Regions from separate parts of the Mus musculus genome. Here regions 2 and 3 are each linked to region 1. The links are chromatin contacts, called in public Hi-C and Micro-C maps. All regions are on one chromosome and are shown on one strand. The core of a region is the stretch at or near the end of the contact, and the rest is flanking DNA. Distances in the headings are between cores, read along the strand shown. Region 1 has its middle 3.7 kb from the start of Gm33641. Region 2 overlaps Slc7a14 (solute carrier family 7 (cationic amino acid transporter, y+ system), member 14). Region 3 holds the start of Slc7a14 (solute carrier family 7 (cationic amino acid transporter, y+ system), member 14).

The links. A called contact is a pair of places that touch in the nucleus more often than the background predicts.
Region 2: a contact with region 1 is called in a Hi-C map of the HPC-7 cell line, with 2.5 times the contacts expected there. The contact joins two enhancer-like sites. A contact is called at or near these places in 7 of 484 Hi-C or Micro-C datasets (the HPC-7 cell line, LSK cells, embryonic fibroblasts and 4 more), 1 of 115 datasets of contacts at active chromatin or transcription factors (bone marrow-derived macrophages) and 2 of 9 other capture datasets (adipose tissue and pancreatic islet).
Region 3: a contact with region 1 is called in a Micro-C map of embryonic stem cells, with 3 times the contacts expected there. The contact joins the promoter of Slc7a14 here to the enhancer-like site in region 1. A contact is called at or near these places in 1 of 39 promoter capture datasets (hippocampal neurons), 5 of 484 Hi-C or Micro-C datasets (cardiomyocytes, cerebellum, cerebral cortex and 1 more) and 1 of 9 other capture datasets (pancreatic islet).

Annotation. Positions count from the first base shown.
Region 1 is chr3:31,053,741-31,057,954 of GRCm38.p6, reverse strand. No RefSeq gene overlaps it. Among named protein-coding and RNA genes, the nearest start is that of Gm33641, 3.7 kb to the left of the region's middle. Within about 2 kb of position 1,399, at least 156 of the 459 cell types and tissues checked have an H3K27ac peak or open chromatin away from gene starts, as enhancers often do. A contact at or near this core is called in the HPC-7 cell line, cardiomyocytes, embryonic fibroblasts and 4 more, where this site is marked.
Region 2 is chr3:31,259,695-31,263,459 of GRCm38.p6, reverse strand. The region is part of intron 1 of Slc7a14 (solute carrier family 7 (cationic amino acid transporter, y+ system), member 14); the gene reads left to right. Among named protein-coding and RNA genes, the nearest start is that of Gm33834, 29 kb to the right of the region's middle. Within about 2 kb of position 1,814, at least 137 of the 459 cell types and tissues checked have an H3K27ac peak or open chromatin away from gene starts, as enhancers often do. A contact at or near this core is called in the HPC-7 cell line, embryonic fibroblasts, embryonic stem cells and 3 more, where this site is marked.
Region 3 is chr3:31,307,981-31,311,837 of GRCm38.p6, reverse strand. It overlaps Slc7a14 (solute carrier family 7 (cationic amino acid transporter, y+ system), member 14), which reads left to right and starts at 1,519. Exons shown (of 8, transcript NM_172861.3): 1 at 1,519-1,667. Gm15496 (a long non-coding RNA gene) reads right to left here. Exons shown (of 3, transcript XR_880740.3): 1 at 2,540-3,857; 2 at 799-864.

The sequences.
Region 1 (4,214 bases), core at 150-2,649:
TTCCTGTGCACATTAATAACCGAGTCAACTTTAATTTTATTTGTATTTATTTATTTATATTGATTTGAGACAGGACCTCGTTTAACCAGACTGAGATTAGAGGTACCTGCTGTGGCTGCCTCTGCCCACCTTAGTTTCATTATCAACTAGAAATATTCTTCTTCATAGGAGAAACATGGCATACTTAAACCCTCACATATATTTCCTCACAAAGGAGGTTCTCACTCATAGTCCATAAAGATAACATAGAGTTACAGTACCTACAGAGGGAAAGAATCCTACTTAAGTCAAACTCCAAAATAACTTAGATTTCATTCTGAAGATCAATTTGTATAGTATATTGAGTCGATTAAAATCGAGACACAGATGAACACCGATAAAATCCTGAACTTCTTGGTCACTGGCTACTTGCGGGTGAGTTCAGACCGCTTCTGCAGGGTAACTCTGACCATCATTAGGCAAGAGACTGACCCCTAGTGGTGAGACATAGCATCATCATTCAGCCAACCAGGGCCAAAGTTGTCTGTCCCACTTCCGATCTCCTACAAGCCCAAACCACACTGCTAGGGAGAGACCATTTTAACCCAGGAAATACCTCCTACATAAACGCATGCGTATGCTTTAAAAAAAAATTCTAAATCAACTTTTCTGCAACACATTTGTTCATAGTATCAAACAAAAAATTCCTTAAAATTGCACTTTTCCAACTCCCGTAGAACTTATGTTGCCTCCTCTCAGACTTGCAGGGCCACAGTGGAGCGCCGATTTACACCTCCCCCTCCCCGCCCTCCCCCACACCAGAACCCCGCTGCTGCTGAGAAAAAACAGTTTTCACTCCTCCCTCCCTACACAGCAAAACATGGAACCTGCTAGAGCCGGAGGGATCTTCCACATTCCGCTCCGTGCCGCCGTGCCAGCAACTCTCACCGTAAATGTATCAAATGTATCTGTTTTCCACCTCGGCTGAAAAGCTTGCTTGCTTGTTTGTTTGTTTGTTTGTAGTGGGCAACAGTTAATGTGAACTCAAATTTCACCGTGCTAAGAATAAACGATAGGTGGGGGCTGGAGAGATGGCTCAGCGGTTAAGAGCGCTGACTGCTCTTCGGAAGGTCATGAGTTCAATTCCGGACATGGTGGCTCACAACCATCCATCCGTAACGAGATCTGACGCCCTCTTCTGGAGTGTCTGAAGACAGCTACGGTGTACTTACATATAATAAATAAATCTTAAAAAAAAAAAAAAAAGGTGTATTCAGCCATAAAACTTGGACATCTATGTCAATACTCTATCCCAAGGAGTAAAATGCTCTGTCGAACTTGACCTGGCTACTGTACTCATGCACCCGGTTGCTGTGGCTGCCTGCCGGTAAGACTTGCACAAAAATGAAACCAAATTCCAAAATGAATTGGGGCGCGCGTGCGCGCGGGGGGGGGGGGTTGCCTCAAGGTCCCACTCCTAGGGAAGGACCTACCGGCAGCTGGTGGTTGCTGAGGGAAGGGGGGTCATTTTTTAGCGTAGCTGCTGGTAGTTTGCTCTGTGGTCCTGTGGATGGCTCCAGAGCCCTGTGCACAGGGGCAGCTCTGATTGGCTATGAGTTATGAAGGGGAGGAAGACAAGTAGGGATCTAGCTGCAGCGAGGAGGGGGTCCAGTTAGAGCTGAGATGGAATATGGAGGGTGGATGAACAAAATACATTGTACAAACGCATGGAATTCTCAAATAAAAACAGTATATTTCGGGGGCTGGTGAGATGGCTCAGTGGGTAAGAGCACCCGACAGCTCTTCCGAAGGTCAGGAGTTCAAATCCCAGCAACCACATGGTGGCTTACAACCATCGGATCACAAGATCTGACTCCCTCTTCTGGAGTGTCTGAAGACAGCTACAGTGTACTTACATATAATAAATATTTAAAAAAAAAAAAAAACCAGTATATTCTAAAACCTCCCAATCAATGCACGAACTAAACTTTTAAGCTTAAAATAAGGAAAGTTTAGAAAAACATCAAGGTTGACACAAAAACATAAGGGTTGCTTCTCAGCCGTGTATGTGTGAAGCGATGGGCCCAATCTTCAACAATATGAGCAAAAATCAAACCATACAGTAAAACTGAGTCAGACCATTCACAAATACAGCTCCTGCGGTACACGGGAACATCTGTGTTAGGGAAAACCTTAGTGATAAGAAAAGAAAAAAAAAAAAAAAGGTTGCTTACATTTTCTCCAGGGGCTACTTGGGCAAGCTCTAGGCCAATGAGAAACCCTAGCTTAACAACAAAAATAACAAAAGAAAAAGATGGACCCGAGGATCACTTGAGACTGTCTGAGGCCTGTGTACCACAAGCACACCCAAAATTCCAAAGTTACGTTTTTGCAATATATATTTTATTCTTAAGTATTAATATAAAGTCAGAGAACTACTCACAAAGTTCTTACGAAAAATTTCAAACTTTTATTCATGAGGAGACAATGATGCTTGGCACTTGTGTGGTGGTCAAAGGACAACTTCCAGGAGTGGCTTCCCGACTTCCACCATGTGGATCCCAGGGGTTCCACTTTCGTTGTGAGGACTGTTGACAAGGGCCCGCACTACTGAACCATCTCACCCCTAAGTAACTCCAAGACAAGGCCTTCTATCATAAGTTGATCTGGAATTCTGAATACAGCCAAGGAGACTCTTGAACTCCTGATCCTCTGGTCTCCCAGGTTAGCACTTGGGATTTCGTGTTTGCCACCGTGCCCAGCTTGCGATAAGTTTTAGATTCTAGTACTAAAAACCCAGCGCCTTCCTTTTTTATTTTAAACTACTTTAGAGAACACTCTGCAGATAAAACACGCCATATGCTGAAATTAGCCAGACCCACACCATGCCACTCAAATGAACTTCTATATTTAGAACAGCCATTTGGAACAGAAACAGTGGTGCTTTAAGCTGGATTTTGTTCACTATCGAGTATATTTGTATTTGCCAAAAAAATGAAAAAAAAAAAAAAACATGGCAAGATTAAGAACTAGAAAAGCAGCCGGGTGGTGGTGGTGGCGCATGCCTTTAATCCCAGCACTTGGGAGGCAGAGGCAGGCAGATTTCTGAGTTCGAGGCCAGCGTGGTCTACAGAGTAAGTTCCAGGACAGCCAGGGCTACACAGAGAAACCCTGTCTCGAAAAACCAAAAAAAAAAAAAAAAAAAAAAAAAAGAACTAAAAAAGCAAGAAAATTTTAACCCTTCTCGTTCTCTTTCCACATGCTAGTCTCTGCCCAAAGATGCATTGTTAACATGTATACATGGCACAATGGCTAGATTCTGCCTAAAGGAGAAGATGCAGTTCTTTTCTGAGATTATGACTTCATTGTTTACCCACTCTCCTAAACATTTTGCGATTGCATGTTTCTTTAGAGCTGAATCAAACTCACTCCAAGTTTTCATTATCACCTGTTGGTGGACAAAGAAGTTGATGGAATCATTTGCTACATCGACTAAAGCAGCAGTAAACATGGGGTGCAAACCGTACGGTAGGGTGTGGTGTTCTCTGGGCGTATGCCCAGAATTGAAAGAGTGGGGTCATGTGCTAATTCTATTCTTGATTATTTGAGCAGTCTCAAAACTGATCTCCGTAATGGCTAGATTGCTTTTCACCAACAGTGAATAAAGGTTCCTTTTTCTAAAGGTCCCCTCCAGCATTTGTTGTCAGACTTATAACAGCCACGCTGACTAGCATCAGGTGGTAACTCAAGGTACGTTGTCTTCATTTGCATTTCCCCGAGAGCTAGGGACATGGAACTCCTCTTCAAATGCTTACGGCCACTTGTTTCTTTTCCCAAAGACTACCTGGCCAGCTCATTTGCCCATCTGTTAACGAGCAGCTTTATTATCTTTTCACCGGGAAAAGCGAAACCATGGCAGCCACATCCTGACCTTTCTGTGCATATTCAAAACACAGGAGAGCTTTGTGCAACGTACTCAGTCTAAAATGTCCGCCACAGATCATCTCGAAATAAAAACTCATCGGCTTCATTAAGTCACATGATAGCAACATGGCCCCCCCTGTGCATTTACTGCATCTCCTTGGCCATCTCCTGCAAGTTTGTGGGTTGCCTGTCCTGGGTGTAAATGGCAGAGGTTCAGTGTTGTCACCCTTATTTAGCATGATACACAGTCCACTGCAGTAGGTGTGTGGCTGACTACTGGGACTAAAGGTCTCACAGTCTTTGCTTCCTTT
Region 2 (3,765 bases), core at 565-3,064, 210 kb before region 1:
AGATGTGTGAGTTACACCAAAAACAAAGACTGATTGATTATTATGAAAGAATTTCCTTCCAAGAGAGGAAGTGGAACAGAACCAATAAGCTAGACACCCCATAGCACCCGGTCCTGTGGGTTGGGCCCTCATAGGTCGCTGTTTACCTGGACTTTACCTATTGTATGTGGATCTTGATGGGGAAGACTCTCCAGTCTTCCTATCTGCCAATGACTTCTTCCATATGGTAATTTTAAATCACATGTAGTGTGGGGGTGGGGTGCATGTGTCACGGCACATGTGTGGAGGTCAGAACTTATGGGGGTCAGTTTTTTCCTACTATCGGGTGAGTCCTGGGGAAGTGGAGTCTTCAGATGTGACAGCCATTTTGTGGCCATCCTGTGACCTCACTCTCCACCTTAATCTCTTGCCATGATGAAGAAACAAACGTTAAGGGGTGAGAAAGCTGGTTTCTGCAGGCGTGACTGCACAAGGCTACTTGAGTCCCTTGAGTAAATAGCATGGTGTGCATCCTGGGAAGCTTCTACAGAAAACATACTGAGTGAGGCCTGGAAGGCAGGCCAAGGGCTCTCAGAGAGCACCCTGGGGAGGGCACGGGAGTGAGGTCTGAGAGGCGACAAAGGGAGCATCAGGAGCCACGGCAGTTGACAGTTGACAATATGCATCATCACCAAAGGCATCGTGCCTTTCTTCTGCTCCTCATCCCAGCTGAGAACTAGGTACCAACATTGTCCTGTTCTAGAGATGTCAGAGCTGGAGGGCAAAGCTGAAATGTGAAGCCTTAGGCTGCACCATTTGTCAGGAGCCAGAACCTCAGCCCCTTGGAGAGTGAGGCTGGAAGGTTAGCCCTAGACCCCGAGATACAGAGGTGCAAGGGGCCTCAGAAGGGGTCTTTAGATCTGTAGGCACTAAGCAGTGCTTACCAAACCAGGCAGCTTTCCATCCCAACTGTAATACCATGTGGCTTGAGGAAATTACTGGAAGTTCTCTGTCTGTAATAGCTATACTAGGCAAGCCACTTGAAGGGGTAGCCTCTGTCACCAGTGATTCCCTGTTACCCAGATGTGCCCCCAACGACTGTCATGAAAGGATTTACATAAACCCTCCCATTTGGGAGAATTGGGTTTTGGCTGTTGACTGTTTTGTTAGTTTACATCTTCTTTCTCTTAGCCACTAAACTTACCTATAACCTCTTTATCAAGTAAACTTCGAATCCATAATCGTTTTTGTCCTGAAACAAACCTGCTTTTCCCATCATCTAACTTGGAGCCACAAACAGGCAAACACAGGAGGAAAACCAGAATGACTCCTCCCCAGGCGCGGCACGCCTTAGTTATAGCTGTGAAGTATTTTGAGAACAGTAATTCAAGCGCTAGAGAAAGCACAACATGCCTTTATTGCTCATCTTGGAAGGACCACAGCAGGGAAGCTTCAAAAAAAAAACAACAACAACAACTCTCTCTGATTAGCATAATCTGTGCTTAATGAATATGGATATTCAATAGTCACCTAAAAGCTCGCTTCCTTTTGTACATTTTGTTCTCTCCTACCAAGAAAGGAAATATCCCTAAACCCCTGTTTGTAACAAGCAAGCATGAGCTCAGAGCAATTGCCTGAAGGGAATTAAGCCAGGAAGAAATTCTTGCCACCTTTGTTCTAGTTAATTATCCACATTTTCGTTACAATTTCTTGTAACCAAGAGTATGGCATGCAAATAGAGGCTGTTGCCTCCCTGATGAGCCAGGTCTGTTTGTCTAATGTTCTTTTGATGGTGTCTGATACAGGGCTGACAAGACGATTGTACTTTGCCTACCAGTATCTCGCTGTAGCAGCTGTATCCCACTCACTCTACACTGTGTAAAGTCCTTCACACACTTTATACACCATAGCCTTTACACTTCTGTCCAGCCCACTACTAACAAAAGGACTGATAATTCTCCAATGAAATGTAGTATGCTGACTGGACAGCCACCAAGGTAACGGTGACAGCATTGGCACGGCTTAGAAAGTCCCTTTCTAGAGCAGCATCGACAGAGTTTCTCAACCTATGGGTCTCGACCTTTTCAGGGTCAACCCTTTCACAGATGTCATTGAAGGCCATCAGAAAACACAGCTCTTTCTATTACTGCTCATAACCGTAGCAAAAATTCCAGTTATGAAGCAGCAGCAAAAATAATTTTATGATGGGGGGGGGGGGTCACCACAACATGAGGAACTGTATTAAAGGGTCACAGCAGTAGGAAGGTTGAGAAAGAAGAGTTTATTCACTTCAAGGCAGAAGCAAGCAGAGCAGTATTATAGTACTCCCTACAGCCTGGGGAAAGGGGGCGTGGGAGGAGTACTTTTGTAATTAGGGAAAGTTTCCTTGTTTGCAATTGCTTGGCGTGTACTTCACACTATTGGAAGGAAAACAGTCTGAATTGGGGGACTACAGTTCTGGAAGCATAGTGACAGCCACCACACATGTCATTTCCACTGTGCAATCTCTGCCATGCAAGTAAGGGCCATATAAATCAGAGTTGTGCAAATGAGGGTAATCCTGGCTAGTTAAAGTTCAGGCCTGCTCAAAGCATGAGGTCACCTCTCAGTCACCTGACCCCGGGCTGCTGCTCTGTGGTGTTAGGTTACAGCAGGATAAGTCACTGCCTCGGCTATGCCTGTGAAACAAAGAGGGACTTGTTCCACCTCTGGGTCTCTTATTAATGGCCTTCCCTCCTTGCTAAACTTTTCATAGCTGCTGCAGTGGACGGGTAGAGAAGCCACGATCTCACGGTGCTCACTGAATGAGGTCATCCAGTGGCCCCACACTGCCTTTACAGACAATCCCATACTGCAGGTCTTTCACCAGACTGGTTCCCGTGCATTTTCATCAGGTTATGTCAGGTACCAGGCCCTGGCCCTGCAAGAGGATATGGAAGTAGTGTATAAACTGACCACATGAATACTCAAAAGTTTCATTAAGAGGAAGGTTTTTGTTGTATGATGGAGAGTCCAACAAGAGGCATCTGGGAGGGTCCAGAACACAGAGAGAAAGTTGTAAACCGAGCATGGTCAGCAGACTAGACATGGCTATGGGGGTAGGAGGAGAGCAGAGAAAGAGAAAGTCAAAAAAGAAGAGCAGGAATAGTGAACAGAGAAGAGAACACAGCTGAAATAGGGGAGTTATAAGGAGAAATGAGTAGCTGGGGGCAGGGTAGAGCCCATGAGCCTAAGATGGTCAGAGTAGGGAGCAGGATGAGAAGACCACAGATGCCAGCATGGGCTCTGAGATGTATAACGTGTGCTCGTGTGACTGAGGGAATCCTGGAGGCCAGCATGAGCTTTGATAACACTAGTAGGCACCACAGACAGGCATTGGTCCCTCCTGCCAGTCAGCAGGAAATGGCTTCTTTGGTTGAGGTGAACTGGCTTCACAAGTTCCTGAGGAATGCTGGCTTGTGTCCAGAACTTGGACCTGACAGAGAAGGAGCACAATACAGACACCAGACTCCAGGAGTAAATTAAACCGGAAGGGATGTCACCCCAGTCCTGTGAACTAAGCTAGCACATTTCACCTGACTCCTAATTAGCCGATGCCTGCAAAGCCTTCAGGAAGAGATAAGCACAACATTAAGTGCTAAGTAGTATTAATTAATAATGTTAGCAGGCTGGGTGTCATGACACAGCTGCGGTCACAGCACTCAGGACAAGGTTGCAGGGGAACTGCCAACCTCAACACCAGCCACACTACCTAGCAACACCCTGATTGAAAACGAGTAACACTTG
Region 3 (3,857 bases), core at 270-2,769, 250 kb before region 1:
GTCCTGGATGAGGAGAGATTAATTTTAAAAGATCCATCTCAGAGGAGTGTGGCACTAATCTCTGAGACCTGCATAGCCCTTGAGTTTCAGGTACACTTGTAAACTTGGGGATTTCTCAGTAGCTGTCCCCTAACAAACCCCAGCTTCCCTCTCCTAAACCCGTAATATACCTGGACTAACACGGGCAACACCTCCTGCTGGCCACAGGTTTATTATGTATTTGTTTATGCTTTACCACTATAGCTTCTCATAGGCTAACGATTAGTTCATCTGAACAACAAAACTGTCTCAGAGAGTAGACATTCTCTGCCCATTTTTAAGATAAAACTCCGAGGCCTCAGGCGATCAGTCAAGGATTACATGTGTCCCCTGAACAGCCTGCTTCAACATCCCAAATTCTGACTCTTTAACCTTACCCTTTTTCTGCAACATCTCACAGCTTTGTGGGCATCCAAAGAAGTCAGAAATACTATGAACAACTAGTTAAAGGCTTAAGTCATAGTGATGGCTCACCAAGGCTCCTGTAGGCTCAAGGGAGTGTTGAGCATGAATGGTGAATGTACCAGGACTGTCCGGGCCATGATTGGACGTACTTAGATGTGAACTTGCCCTACGTGAAAAGACAGCAGCCAGCCAGTAATCTCCCTGAACACAACAAACTTAGTAACTTTTATTTCTCATAGAAGAGGTTTACATGGCATCAGCTCCATTCCACTAACACATACATAAATAACATGCTTCTTGTTTTCTGAAATGTATTATTATTTTAATAGAGGCAAGAGAAAGACTCTCACTTACCGATCTCTGCGTGTGTCTAGCACTGAGTTAGGCAACTTCAAGAGCATGTCAACTCTCTCTACAGTCCTAGGAGATGTTCATTTCACAGACAAGGGAAGAAAAAGCAAGACGTTAAATGCTACAAGTCATAGATTGAAAATCCTTGTAGATCTTCAGAAACCTCAAATCCATGAAATGTTGTGGACTCTAAACTAAGCTGGATCTATTTGAGCTTTTGGTCTTGTCTTCTTTGAGAGCTGAGAGAGAGACTAACCTCCCCATCCCTTGTTTACAGTGACAGTGAGGTGGAGGGGGAAAAGTTAAGAGTACCAAGACCACCTCAAGGAGGTAGTGGGGTAGCTTCCAGCGAGCAGGAAGCAGGCCTGGCTGGGTAGCTGAATCCAGGAGAGGTGGAGCTGTTGGCAGAAGCCAGCCCAAACAGTACAGCGACACTGCAGAGTCCTACCCCACCCTGCCTTCCCAGAGCATAGAACTGCCCGGGCTCCTCTGCTCCAAGCACCAGAAAGGTAGCAGAGGCTGGAGGCCGCACCTGGAAGGCGGGTGAGGTGTAGTGAGTGACAGACCCGGGGGGCGGGGTGGGGGGGCGGGGGGGTGCGGGAAGGGGCGGCGGGAGTGGTGCTAGGACTCGGTAATGGAAAGGGCTGGGTTAGCCACGTGATTACAAGGAGGCGGAGATAGGCAAGCTGGAGAGCAAACTGGCAGGCGCGGGAGGGGTGCGGAGGGGTTTCAATCTGAATAATTGAAGAGCGATTCAGCAACGTCCGCTGTCTCCTGCCTTCCTTTATCACTACCACCGCCCTCATCTCAGCTCTAAGTGCAGACCGCCGGACATTAGCATCCAGTTCAGGCCATCACCTCCAGCCCCTCTGGTGAGTGGATGCCCTCTTCACCACAGTCTGTGCCCCCAGCGCGGCCCCGGGCTTCCCAGCTGGACCCCGGAGACTAAGATGAACCAGGGAGCCCCAGACACCTGCAGGGTGGAAGCGGGAACATGGCGCGGAGGTTGAGGGCGACCTACGGGAAGGGGATCTCTGGAAAGACCAAGGAGCGAGGTCAGGGTCGCGCGGGCTTCCACTGGGAATGGGTCCCCCGGTAGCATCCTCGATGAGGGGACTCGCGGGAGCCGGCAGGCGGAGCGCGGGCTGGCGCAGCCTCCGCTGCGGCGGGAGCGAGAGGCTAAGATGCTGGGGATGACAGTGTGGGCCTCCCAGGTCTCCGCAGTCGCGGGGCCCGTCCTGTCCTCCAAGCCTATCCACGCACCTGACGGGGGCAACTGGGCTCTTGGCCTGGGATTGAGCCCTTGGAAAAAGGAGAGGTGTTTTCCGGGCCGCAGTCCCAGAGGAAGGCGGGGACATGAATCTGTCCTTTAACCAGAGCAAAACTCTTCAAAGGGACTCCAATGGAGCCCTGCGCCCCGACTAGGCTGGTGCGCCACGAGGACCATCTGTCCCCGGCCAAGCGGGAGACCGTGCAGTGAGGAGGATGTGACGGGAGAGCTATCTGGGTAGGTTCCTGCCCGGAGCCCGCGGCTCTCGAGAGGACTCTCGCACGCACTGCTTCGCCTCTTTGGGGCCTTTTTCCCAGCCCCAAAACACATCTCAGTTTCCCACAAATTCTGAGGGCCAGAGTAGGGTGGCGTGGCCCCAAGCCTTCTGTCTCCACTGAGTCACCCTCCTCCCCCGCCAAGTGTGCATTTTACATCATGATCAAACTGTAAGGTAGAAGCTGTCAAATGACTTACAGAAGAAAGATGAGGGAAGGTGGAAGCAGCACAGGCTGTCGTCTCTTCTTGATAGTGATTCCGCTACGTGTGCGAAACTCGGTTCATTGAGAGCTTGAGTTGAGAGACTCAAAGGATGTTCGCCTGCGTGGCAGAGGCAGTAACTGGCCAGAGTAACTAAGGGTTGCAGGGATAATCTGCCTCTGAGAGCTGGGGACAGGTTGAAGAGCTGGCTAGAGTTGGGATGGTGTGCCGCTGTCCGGGGTGCTGAAAGTTGTCTGCTGCGCGGTAAATACCTGGGGACTGGTGGGATCCGTGCTGGCTGGTCAGCTTTCCCTGCAGTTGAGATCTAACACCTAAAGGGCATTGTCTCGTGTTTACCAAGAAAACAAGCGAGTATCCTTTGCTTTCCCAGTTCTCTGCTTTCCCAGACTTTCGTTGGAGGTTCCCAGCATGTCTGGGTAGAAAAACAAGGGGGCCCTGTCATTCCAGGATGTGGCTTGATAACTCTGGATGATGCCCTCGTTCTTCCTGTTCCAAGTCTTCCGGTTCATAGTGTTGAAAAAGCAGTTAGGGATGCTGTCCTGATAAACATTTCTGTAGCTTTTAGGAACCAGAGAACTGTAAGTCTACAGAAAAATAAGTGGATTAATTAAAAGGGAGATGGATTCAGGCTTGCTTTGGGTTATGACTCTCCTCTGTATGCTTCTGTCACCACCGCGTATTTTCTCATCCTCCAAACACAAATTTTAATACACTGTAGGTTTATTTCTTTAGTGTTCCATGGGTGGGATGAAGAATGGGGTGAGGCAATGGGAATGGGGGCGGGGAGAGACTATTTACTGAGCATCTATACTCTGCTAGACAATGCCATCTAGTTTAAACTTCACACCAGTGCTTAACCGTATATAACACAGATGGAAAATCTACAGTTAGGGATCTTGAAAATCTACAGTTAGAGGTTGCGTTCACACTGTATACTGCTCAGCTCCCATGTCCAAGTCACTTATATGATCTTGCTCATGAATGTAACTTTCAACAGCTGTGATGAGAAGCAGGGATATAGTAATTGACAAAAGGAGGGCTGCATTCTCCTTCACACACTCCGTTATCTCTCTAGTCATTTCTTCTTTAATCTGCTCACCCACCCACTGTCACTCGCCCCCACCCTGCCAACTGTCTTGTGCTTGCCACAACTGTTCACACAACTTGAGCGCCAGTTTTACAGAAACAGGTTGGAAGCTAAACCAGCAGGCTTTCCTGGAAGGACAAGAACGGGAAGAGTGAAACAGTGAGCAAGCCTGGAAACCCAGATATGCCTTCATTTTAGATTCGTTCT